4 separate regions of the Mus musculus genome follow, and regions 1, 2 and 4 are each linked to region 3. A link is a contact called in public Hi-C and promoter capture Hi-C data. All regions are on one chromosome and are shown on one strand. The core of a region is the stretch at or near the end of the contact, and the rest is flanking DNA. Distances in the headings are between cores, read along the strand shown.

Region 1 (2,912 bases), core at 281-2,780, 4.6 Mb after region 3:
GAGTCAACTAGTTCATGCAGTATGTCCCTAGGCATAAACAAAACCAAACCCAAACAGAAAACATTAAGGGGAGTCCACAACATCCTCCCACTCACCATTACCTTTGATACCTAACAAAAAAGAAAGGAGATCTCTCTACACAGCTCAGCTGAACTGCTAAGTATACTTAAAGATGCAAGGAAAAAGTGAACACACTCCACAAACAGGCTTTAAGAAATTCACCACGAAAACCACCATTCCGGCATAAGCCATTTGTAGTGCAGTAGTGATCTAATACATGACTATATAAAGTAGAGGAGAGGATGGATAAACAGCATACACTTTAAACTGCCTCCCCTACACATGCAAAGGATATTCTAACAACCTAACTACCGCCATCAAGTCTCCAAAACACAAACATACTCCAGACAAGAACTTTGTGGGAAAGCACAAAGGCTGCAGAGATTACCACTACCACCTTATGCCCCGCTAGAGAGTTTGTGTGCGTGTTTAAGGGTTTCACACGGCTCCTCCTTGCCCGGCTCCAAACACAGAAAGCTAATAAGCTATTAAACCGAAACACTTTTCTTTTGCAGGCGAGGGATGCAAGATAAAATCTGAGTGGCGGTGTGAGGGTCGGATAAAAGTTGATTTCCAGGTCGCTCCTCCAAGCCCTGCAGCGACCTCAGGGTGGGGGGTGAGATTCCCAAAGCCACTTTCACACCTTCGGTAATGCACTAGCAAACAGAAGCCCGGAGAGGCTGAAGTTTTCCACGCAGGGCACCGTCGGGGAGACGCAGCCCGGGAGGACGGGAGGGTTGGGCTCGCTACCTCTGCACACGGGCGAGCCGGGACTCCGTCTCTCAGGTGAGCTGCTCCTCCGCCGGCTCTCGGGGGACCGTCTCGGGCGGCCCTTGGCGCGAGGCGCCTGCTCGGCTGGGGCAGCGGCCGGCGGTGGAGTCGGGCTGGACGGGCTGGGGCCGCGGGCCCCTCCGGGCCCGGAGAGACTGCCGAGCGCGGCGGCGGCGGTGGCGGCGGCGGCGGCCGGGCGCGTGGGGCTGTGCTGGCTGCCCCGCAGGAGCTGGTAGGGCACCGTGGCGCGGATGGGCTGCAGCAGCCGACCGGCTCCCGCAGCCGGTGCGCAGCTCCCGGCCGGCCCCGTCCCGCTCCCGGCAGCGGCGGGCGGGGAGCCCGCGGTGCTGCGCCGCATCCTCTGCGGCGCGGAGTGAGGGGTCTGAGAGGAACTGGAGGACGCAGTGGACATGGTGGCTCCGCGGGCGGGCGGGCGGGCGGGCGCGCGAGCGAGCGTGTGGGAGCCGGCGCCGCGGTGCGTGCGATGTGTACGGGGGAGGGGCGGGGAGGGGCGGAGCCGCGGGGCTCCCCTTCCGACGCGCACCCCGCCGCCGAGGGGGAGGGGACGCCGCGACGGCCAACGTCCAACGGCTCAACCGCCCCGCGGCGCTCTGCGGGGCGCTCACGGCAGAGCCCGCGTCGAGCCCATGGCCGCCGCCGCCGCCGCCCCGGGCATCGCGCTGACAGGGCACTCGCCCGCTTCCCGCGGCTGCTCAGCCCTCGCGGGGGGTCGCCCGCGCGACACGACTCGGCGACCACGGGCAGCGCCGGGACTTTAGCCTCGGAGGAGAGAAAGGGGCCTCGAGGCGCCTCGCGCTGCGCGTAACCCGCGCCACCGCAAACGCCGCCGCCGCTGCCGCCGCCACCTCGACCCGCTTCTCACTCGGAATGGCAACTAATCCTGTGTCGGCGCCCCGCCTCCGGCCCCGCCTCTGGGCGTTCCGGACCCGGCTCCTGCGGCTGCGAGCGCTGTGATTGGCAGCGCCACCCTACTCCGGGATGCCAAGGAATGGTTGTATTGTCGGAGTGAGAGGAGACTCGGCCAATTACAGTACCACGTTTCCGCTCTGGGGGCGGAGCATGGAAGTGGATGAGAGAGGCGGGCCTCGCGCGGAGGGAGGGACTTAAGAGTTGACAGGCTTTGAGGTGAGGGTCAGGTTAGAAAAGTGGGTCCATACGTGCCCTGCGCGGACTCCGACGCCCAAAGACACGCGCGCGCTGCGATAAGCAAGTTACAAGGATTCCACCCTCCAGTGCTCTCTACAACCTGGGGCTGAGGACGCTGAAGCCAAACTAATTTTGCAAATACACCTGCATCCGGTGAGATGTTTTAGTTAAAGCTGAGTGAAGGATCCTTAACCCTTTTAATCTTAGAAATGTCTTTAAGTGTCCTAGTCGCCTTGTGAATCAAAACAACTTCAGGATTAGTGTATGGATGCTACATTGAACAAAATGCACCTGCCATTACAACCTGTTTGTCGTTACAGGGTAGGGTGGAGAACATCACATTCTGAATTGTACACGTCAACAAGAAAATTTACAGCATCGCATCATCAGATTTATTAATGGAGAGCACCTAGTTTACTACCCCGGAGCTGATGGTCTCTTGGGAGAAAGACCAGGCATAATGTAACAATTCATTGTGGTCATTTCCTCTGTGTGATGGCACTGGGGGTTATTCTTCTGCAAGGAAAATGAGAAGTACGAAGATTTTAGATGGGCATAAGAAAGTATATAAAACCCTAATCAGGAATAGTTAAAGCTCTACATCAGATACCTCCTATTAATTCACATGAGATAAACAAAAACATAAGATTTTACAAAATAAAGAAGTGGCGTGTCAGATTGGCGTCTGCCTGGTGTCTGCCCACACTGGCAAGCTTCCTGATTCCAGGCACTAAATGATCAGTTTCACTCAGAGGAGCCACCTTTCTCTGCTTCCCTGTGTGGTCAGACAGAAATTAAATGAAATTAAATGAAAATTTTTAAAAAAATAAGAAAAAATAAGAAGCACAGTAAATTGTTGTTTAGAAAAAATATTGATGATGCCTAATCAAAATACAAAAAATAGCATCTAGTAC
Region 2 (2,789 bases), core at 182-2,681, 4.8 Mb after region 3:
CCCACAACTAAGGAAAAAAATTTTAAACTTGTTTTAATCACAACAGAATTAAGACACACATATTAAATGTCACATGAACACTAAGGAGAGCTAACAATCGTTTAAATAGGGGAGATTGGATTTCACTCTTAAATAGATGGAACCAGATCTTTGTATTTTATTACTTAAGGCAGCAACAGCAGGCTACATTGGAACTGAATTATTGGAACTGAGTTATTAGCCCTGAATTTGAAGGTTAATAAGTCTTTGGCTTTAGAAAAATCCAGACACTGTTCCACATAATTATGAGACGCAATTAAAATTATGTTTTAATTTCTGCAACCTCTTTTGAAGGTATTTTTATGTGCGTTCATTTTGAAATTTCTCAGTACCAATCCCTTGCTGGTGAAATTACTAAAATCAACAGCCACCAGCATCCAGTCATTTTCTGAACCAGAAACACATCCGACAATTTTCTTCAAATCTTGGAATAAACTGTCTTTCAGACAGCCAGCTCTGAGTACTTCGGGGAACTAGATATAGTATTACAACCCAAAATTAGAGTTATCTAGCACCTTACAAAGCAGTCAACCCCTCATTTGCAGAAAGAGAAAATGTGACGCCAGTGGAGGAGCACTAGCTTGGGTCCAACAGCTGGTGAAGCCTGTCATCTCTAGTCCTTCCCGGGGGTCCTCCTCTACCGGAGCCCCAATGCACGCCAGCACCCAGGAGGTGAGGAAATGGACACCTCCACACCGCCAAGGCTAGCAAAAGGTCCAAGGTAAAGAGAGGGGCAGCACCTCTTGCTGCCAGTGGGTAAAGCAGGCAGGTCCGTTACACAACGTCTCCTAGCAACAACCTCCTGAGGGAGGGGTAAAGACTGACGATGGTTCTCTACAGGTAGAACTGGCTCAAAAATAAAAACCCCAAACCCCAGGTTAGGCACGCACCCGCGCCACCCGCGCAAAAGCTGGCAACTGTCAGTGCCCGCACCGCGGCATTCCGGGACCAGGAGCCCGACTCCGCCCACCACCCCGACGGTTCAGCCCTCGGGAGGAGAGAGGCGCGGAGATCCAGACACCTCCCGCAAGAAAGCTACCTGAGACTCCGCCGCAGCCCGCAGCTCGCCACCCACCACGGTCCTTCAGCTTACTTCCGGGGTCAAGTCGACGTTCGGCCGCTCCAGATCCCGGGTCCCAGGCCTCAGCCCCCGCCCCTCTAAGTCCCGCCTCCACTGCCCGCCGGGTTTCGGCCCCAGTGACTTCCGGAACGCCGCGCGTCACTAGGCAGTCTACCAGTACTTCCGGAAGCCTTGAGCCCCTCCGCCAGCCCGGTGCGAGCGAACCAGATGCTCCCGTGGATTTGATTGGTGGGTCTGGAGCGTACGTCTCCTCTGATTGGTGTTCGGGAAATCTGCCCGGGTTGGCGCGGCCGCCCGCTGGGCGTCAATCATTTTCTGCTTTCCTGCGGGTTGCGAGTGTTGGCGGCAGAATCATGGAGGACATAATGCAGCTCCCCAAAGCGCGCGTCAACGCCAGCATGTTACCACAGTATATCGACCGGCCCGTGTGCTTCGTGGGGAAGCTGGAAAAGGTGCATGCGGGTTCGGGCGAGAGGACGGGACCACGGCCACTCGGGAAGGACTGCGGGGTCGGGAGCTGAGGCTGGGAGCAGGTCACCTTTAAGCAGCATTGCCCTCCAGCTTGCTGTAGTTTTCACAAGAAGAGCTTGTGGAAACTGCTAAGCCATTGCAGCAACATTTTGGTGCCGCTTCTTTTATGTCCCCAAAACTGTTTGGAATGACCTTTTAGATCCAAGCGCTCCGCGCCCCCTTTCTTTATTTACCAGGAAGGTATTTACAAACCTGGCTCCTCTGTCTGTTGTTCGAGTTTTTGTTTTAGCCAGACTTAGCTTCTTGCTTCCCTGTCTTTTGCAGCCGTCTCTATTTATGGGCCTAGTTTTTCTACTTTGCAGTCGTCTCCCTATGAAACATTTCTTGATAGCCCCTCCCATATTCTATAGATACCTTGTATCTAGCCCAGTCTTAGATTGCAGCCTCGTCCTTCCTATAGGTAAAAATTAAGCCCAAAGGCCCAGAAATTGAGAGTGCCGAGGGAAAGAAAATCCTCTGTAAGGACTTACCTGCTAGGTCATTTCATTCACACATTTTCTAAGGGAAAAGAATTTCTAACTAAACAGGTAGGCTGACTGAGCTGCTCAAACCTCACATCGAGTGGCAGAGCTCAGTTTCAAGGGAAGTCTTCCTCAGATCTGGCAACCAGTTCTTTTAGATCATCGTTCTTAATTTTAAAAGAAAGTATTCTGAGCCGGGCGGTGGTGGCGCACGCCTTTAATCCCAGCACTCGGGAGGCAGAGGCAGGTGAATTTCTGAGTTCGAGCCCAGCCTGGTCTACAGAGTGAGTTCCAGGACAGCCAGGGCTATACTGAGAAACCCTGTCTCGAAAACAAACAAACAAACAACCCCTCAAAAAGAAGGTATTCTGTGAGATGTACTAAATCAAGAATGTTGGCAGAATTTCATTAGACAGTGAAAGCCTCGTTTAGTTTTAGTGTACCAAGTGTCTTTTGCAAATAAAAGAAACCACACAAAACACTAAGCAAATATTTGTTGTTTATTAGAAATTCAAAATTAACTGGGCTTACAATCATCTGATCAGGTAATAAGATTATAACTTGAACCAAATAAACTGTCCAAAACCCCTATTACTTTATATTCAACCAAATGAAACTTCAGGGAATCTTTTAAATATTCATTTCTGTAGATTCTGTTTTCTAAATCTATGGCTTTT
Region 3 (2,706 bases), core at 115-2,614:
AAAATACGAACTACACAATCACAGATACTACTTTTAATTTAATATTTTTCATTAAAAAATAAAATGATACTAAGTGATTCAGGTCACCCCAGATGAAGGAAATTCATATCTGCTTTTCAAAATCTGAATGCTACTTGTTGAATTCACTCACTGTGTAGACAGCAATATTAAATTTAAAAACTTGAGTCATATAGAAAAGGAGTAAAAAAAAATGAATAAATATACTTTCAGAAGTTCTGTGTACACACTGTGTACCATAGCTCAGAAATATCAGTGATTGTGACTTACACACACACAGTATCTTACTGTGGCTCAATGACAGCGAGTCAGAGCCAAGCCAACACTTGGCAGCCACAGGTGCACAGGGGTGAATTGTAATCAGTACCGGCTCCTTACACTGTGACCTTGGAAGCTTTGGAGTACACAGGGTGGTTTAGAATCAGCTGACACTAGACAACACGTGGTGTCATCACAGGGGTGAAAACTGTGTCCCACAAATGGGAGCCTTTATGGCAAAAGGCTAGGGACAGCTAAGTGGTTCTGGTCTCCGCTGGCTGCCTTACTCAGACCCACAGTAACCTTGACATATTCTGCTGAAGGTGGGTTTGGGTACACACCAGATTAAGCAGTCACTTGAATCCTAGCCTTCTTGCTTAGCTTTTCTTGAGGCTATTGACAAGTGTAACCCCTGTCATTTTGGAAACTTACTTGAGGTTTTTAAAGGGAGTGGTAGATCCCCTTCGTCTCCTCCCCGGGCTCTCAATGTTTATACCGCGGTCTTGTGAACTCAACACGGTTCTCAGATGCTCTAGAAACTGGGAAAAAGATAAATTCAGCAGCGCATGCAACTGAGATGTGTCACCTGTTTGTGTGCAGACCTGGGGTTAGTTCTGAGGGGCTCAAGGGAGACGGAAACGAGCGCTTTTCAAAGGGCATCACAGGCAAACAAACCCCCGGAAGAAATCAACATCCGAGTCACCTTGCAACTACAACTGTCAAGCCCCAGAGCTACTCGGCCGCTCAGATCAAGGGCCCTGGCGCCGCCCGAGCCACCCCGGGAGCGAAGCCAAGGCCCCCGCGGTGACAACCCCGCACCCGGCTCGCCGCGGCCTCCCTCACCGCTCGGGCAGGGGACGTGGGCCCCACGGCCCGGGTCGCTCACCCGCACGCGGAGTGCTGCGCGGTCCCGGGATGCTCCGGTGCGTGCGGGCCGCAGGACAGGGTCACAGCGTCCCGGTCCCGGGGCCGGGCCGAGCGCCGGTAGAGTGCAGCCGGGAGAGCTGCGGGGGAGGGGTAGCACAACAACTGCATCAGCTGAGCTCCGTACCGGGAGAGCCTGCGCGTGCGCTTGCGCAGTTCGCCCCAGGAAGGAGGGGCTAGGCCCTGGAATGGACACTACGCATGCGCACTGTCACCGGTTTGAAGGGAAGTTGCCAGGGTGAAAGCTTCTGGTTTTGTCACCTGTCTCTTCTCTAGACTGGAAAGTTTCAAAATAGTACTAATTGCGCCTGGCTTACGAATAATCGGTTTTCCCTTTTCCCCTCCACCAGGCTGATTCCTTTTGTAAAGGGGAGGAATGTGCACCGTCGCAATTTTGAGCGATCGTGTTCTCAAGTCTAGATTTGCAGACACAAAACTTCCTTCCTGGGGTTAGAATGAGCCGGTTGGTGCACATTTCTGGCAGAGTTGCAGGCCAGAATTTTGTTATTGAGTTTTCATTTAGAAATTAATGTCACCGGGAAGACGCACCCCCGCCCCCGCCTTGGTTTAATCTTGTTTTGATTTTGTACTTAAATTCACATTATTCAGTGCATGCAATAAGAGTTGTACCCCAAAGCTCATGACCAAGTGAGTTGTTAAAGGAGTGTCCCAATCCATGCACCTCATTGTCCAGTCATAATTTACAGTGAGTTGAGGCTACAGTGGCTCATTTTAGTGGCTCGCCAGTGTTATAGTCAAAGGTTGTTATGACCTCTTTTCTGTCTTCCTGATAATCAAGATGTATTAAGTGGCTCATAAGATTCCTGGATGGGATTATAATAAGATAAAATTGAAAGCAAGAACAGATGCGGTTGCTAAAGGAGTTTAATAGCTTCCCTATAAATGGGGTTTCTGGTGAAATTCCTAGAAAATTAACAGAGTTATAACTGGGAAGTAAGCATCTCTTAATTGTGTTTTTTTTTTTTTTTCTTTTTCTTTTTTTTTTTTTTTTTTTTCCTTCTCTACTGGAAAAAAGCAACTGCACTGGGCGAGGAGCTCCCAATTTTGTCCCGCTCTTCTAAACTGCCTTGTATGTATTTGGAAAGTATTTTGATTTATGACCATCTTCTATGTATATAAAAGTTTCATGAAATTGTTATCACATTGGGACATTGGTATTTGGAATAGCCCAAGTCTTTGTTTTCAGGTCATGGTTCCTCATATTGGCTTTAGAATAAACTCTTTGTCCTTTTGAGGTGAGAGCTGTGTATTTTCCATCTACATAAGCAGGATGTTTTAAGACTATTTAAAACATTCACCTCCTTAGGTCCGGCAATTTCACTCTGTGAGATTCATCCTAAATTATAATGAGAATTCTAAAGTAAAGTTGTGTGCAGTGTGTAACCAGTTTCTTAGGATTTCAATAGAGTTAACAATAGCTTCGAAGTAGACCATGGCAACTCTTATAAAGAATACATTTATTTGGGGTTGGCTTACAGTTTCAGA
Region 4 (2,921 bases), core at 244-2,743, 4.9 Mb after region 3:
AGTTGCACATTACAAAGATGGCCCTAGAAAACCAGTATGTCTATAACCATCCTGTTAAGAAATCTAACACTCTATACAAATGGGTCCTTGCTTATTAACATACATAATATAAATACGGAGGACAGCAAAAAACAAAACAAGCAAACAACAACAAAAACCAGTAAGGGCTCAGAAAGTCTTTCATGCACTTATTAGTTTAGACGATTACAAGTCCCTTATGACTTGGGTAACATCTAAGTAATTTCCACCACACAAAGTTCTAACACCAACTCATCACAGTTGAGTTCTCTGCTTCATACAGATGTTGTTGTCCCTATTTAGTTCTTTCAACCAGTCCTGGAAGTGAATGCTTTCAGATGCTGGAGACAACTGCCAAATCCATGGAGGGGCTAAGAGATGGCAATAATTTAGGTCCTCACCTTCAAATTTAGTCAGTGTTCATTTCCCTTCAATGGTTCCCCACAAGTCACCACCAGAACATGGGTAACACTATCCAAAAGAAATTTAGTGAACCACCACTTATAATTCTCTAGCGGGCACATTTCAGAAGTAGCAAACGAAATTTAGAATATCTTTTAATTTAACCTATCAAATAAGAAATAATTTAAAATATACAACACTGTAAAAAATACGAAAGTTTTTATATTTTTATTAAATCTTGGGAATCCAGTCTATACACTTACAAAGCATCTTAACCCCACGTGGCAACTGGGCACACATTCAAAACACTGTCATAACGCAAAACATACAATTATATGGTCTGTCGTCTTTCTTTCCGCGCTAAGTAAACGATAGCAGTTTCAGGAAATTTGGAGTACTACCATCTCCACAAGACATTGCGCATCTATATTTTCGTTAAACTATAGTTATTCAAAAAAGCCAACAAGAGCAGTCGTTTGCTGAGCCATTCCTCTCAAGGAATTTGCATTATTCGTGTCGGTAGGGAACAGAGCTCACGGGGGTGACAGGCCCTTTAACAAGGATTTGATTGGGTACAACTGGAACTCATCGTGTTGTTATTCCGGGTAAACCAGGAATCTGATCGTGACTCCCACGGTCCAGACACCTGGCTGAGCCGCTGGGCGGCGGGGGACGCGGCTCCGCACTCCCGGCGCGGCCGCACGGAGGACGGTCGCCACGCGGCCGCGGGACGCCCCAAGGCTCCACACGAGGCCCGCCAGCAGCCCGGTGCCGTGACCATCGCACTGATCGAGCGGAACGCCACCCGCCGGCGAGGCTCTGAGGAAGCGGCCGCGGCTGCCACCCCGGGCCTCACGCAGACACCCGCTCCGGGCCGCACTCACTGACCTGAGGAGGTGGCCTGTCGCCACACAGACGTTTCCGGCCTGTACGCCGCCCCTCCCGCCGCGGGAGACGGGCGCGGGCAAGATGGCCGCCGAAGCACGGGCGGTGACCCGGGCCACCCGCTGGGCCCCCGACCAAACCACCCTGCCGCCTCCGAAGCAGACCTCCTCGCCGCGAGCCCCGCCTTCCCCTCGCCCGGCACCGCCCCGGGGCGGGGCCGCCGCGCGGAGACCCCGCCTTCCTCCCGAGCGCTCCGCGCTTGAGTTGAGCCCCTTCCGTCGCCCTCTTGTGGGCAGGGCCACAACCTAGAGTCCCCGCCTCCCTCTCGAGCGCTCCGCCCAGTGTGGGCCCTGCCCCGGGACCCCTCTCCAGCAAGCCAGCCATTCTTTAACCCTGCTCTCATGGAATTTGATTATTTCTCTGAAGCCAGCTACCATGGTCGTGGTGGTACACACATTTTAGCATATGTGAGACATTTTAATTTCCACTGAACAGAGAGGATGGGCGATTTCGTAAAAACTTAAGGATTTGGGGCTCATAATTCGATTTCAGTTATTCCAAAAAGAGGTCATGAATGCCTTGTTGAGTCACACCGTGTTGGGATATAGGAATGAGAAAAAAAAAAAAAAAAAAAAAAAAGACCCTTGTAGGAAACAGGACAAAAGAGTGATGGCTTTTTTAAGCTACCTGGGAGAGCACCTCCCTCAGGTTGGGTGGGGCATCAGAAGAACTTCCTTGAGGATCACTAGACTAAGAAAGACAAACATGGATTGGTCACAGAAAAGTTAAAGACGGAAACAACTGGAAGAGAAAGGCCTTCTAGAACTGAATACTGTGTCAGGAAACAGGATACAGCAATGGGAAAGCAAGTCTCTCATTTACCTGTGAGTTTGCTTATGAAGTCTCAGTAACCACTGACCAGTCAAAGCCTGAAAATATTAGGTGAACGATTCGAATTAAAGAACACCTAAATTTGAATTTTAGAATGTTATGAAATCTTTCTGAGTCCTGTTCAGTCCGATCCTGAACATCATTCAACTACCCATAGTCACAGTGTACCCAAGCTGCAATCTGGGCCATCAGATCTGTCTGTCAGTGCTCACCTTCAAGTGACCCTTACCAAGTAGCAGCATACTACAATACATCACAATACATCAATCACTCCATTTTGTCTTAACATGTAGGTATTGACAAATCATGCTTATAAGCATGAGAGAGAGAGAGAGAGAGAGAGAGAGAGAGAGAGAGAGAGAGAGAGAGAGATTCACATATGATTTATTATAGTGCTGTTGGCCCTCCAGATCCTCTAGCTCTGCCTGTGCAGGTTCAACCACCACAGATCAAAATGTTTTTAAAATTGGGTATGGTAGTGTTCGTCTATAATATCAACACTCCCGAGGTTGAAGCAGAAGGATCAAAGAATTAAAAGATAGACTCAACAATATACTGAGTTTGAGCTAGGCTAGCTACATGAAAATAACTTTCTCTTATGTCTGTCTGTCTTTCCATACATATGTGTGTGTGTATATATATATATATATATATATATATATATATATATCAATCAAACTTGTACATTTTCCTTGTCATGTTTTACTATAAAATGTAGTATAGGA

What was found. Promoter capture Hi-C pulls out the DNA fragments that hold promoters and counts their contacts. Hi-C and Micro-C count contacts between places; a contact is called where the count stands out from the background.
Region 1: a promoter capture Hi-C map of pre-B cells shows a contact between it and region 3, with 3 times the contacts expected there. The contact joins the promoter of Glcci1 here to the promoter of Tmem106b in region 3. A contact is called at or near these places in 2 of 39 promoter capture datasets (cranial neural crest and pre-B cells).
Region 2: a contact with region 3 is called in a promoter capture Hi-C map of pre-B cells, with 4 times the contacts expected there. The contact joins the promoter of Rpa3 here to the promoter of Tmem106b in region 3. A contact is called at or near these places in 1 of 39 promoter capture datasets (pre-B cells) and 1 of 484 Hi-C or Micro-C datasets (CD4 T cells).
Region 4: a contact with region 3 is called in a Hi-C map of CD4 T cells, with 3 times the contacts expected there. The contact joins the promoter of Mios here to the promoter of Tmem106b in region 3. A contact is called at or near these places in 1 of 39 promoter capture datasets (pre-B cells) and 1 of 484 Hi-C or Micro-C datasets (CD4 T cells).

What each region holds. Positions count from the first base shown.
Region 1 is chr6:8,508,218-8,511,129 of GRCm38.p6, reverse strand. Glcci1 (glucocorticoid induced transcript 1) reads right to left here and starts at 1,530. Exons shown (of 8, transcript NM_133236.3): 1 at 811-1,530. The coding sequence starts at 1,243. A430035B10Rik (RIKEN cDNA A430035B10 gene) reads left to right here and starts at 1,969. Exons shown (of 2, transcript NR_040452.1): 1 at 1,969-2,151; 2 at 2,319-2,912.
Region 2 is chr6:8,257,783-8,260,571 of GRCm38.p6, reverse strand. Rpa3 (replication protein A3) reads left to right here and starts at 1,431. Exons shown (of 4, transcript NM_026632.4): 1 at 1,431-1,572. The coding sequence starts at 1,474. Umad1 (UMAP1-MVP12 associated (UMA) domain containing 1) reads right to left here and starts at 1,284. Exons shown (of 4, transcript NM_001302354.1): 1 at 1,079-1,284.
Region 3 is chr6:13,068,417-13,071,122 of GRCm38.p6, reverse strand. Tmem106b (transmembrane protein 106B) reads right to left here and starts at 1,364. Exons shown (of 9, transcript NM_027992.3): 1 at 1,163-1,364; 2 at 709-815.
Region 4 is chr6:8,207,799-8,210,719 of GRCm38.p6, reverse strand. Mios (meiosis regulator for oocyte development) reads right to left here and starts at 1,493. Exons shown (of 12, transcript NM_145374.2): 1 at 1,309-1,493.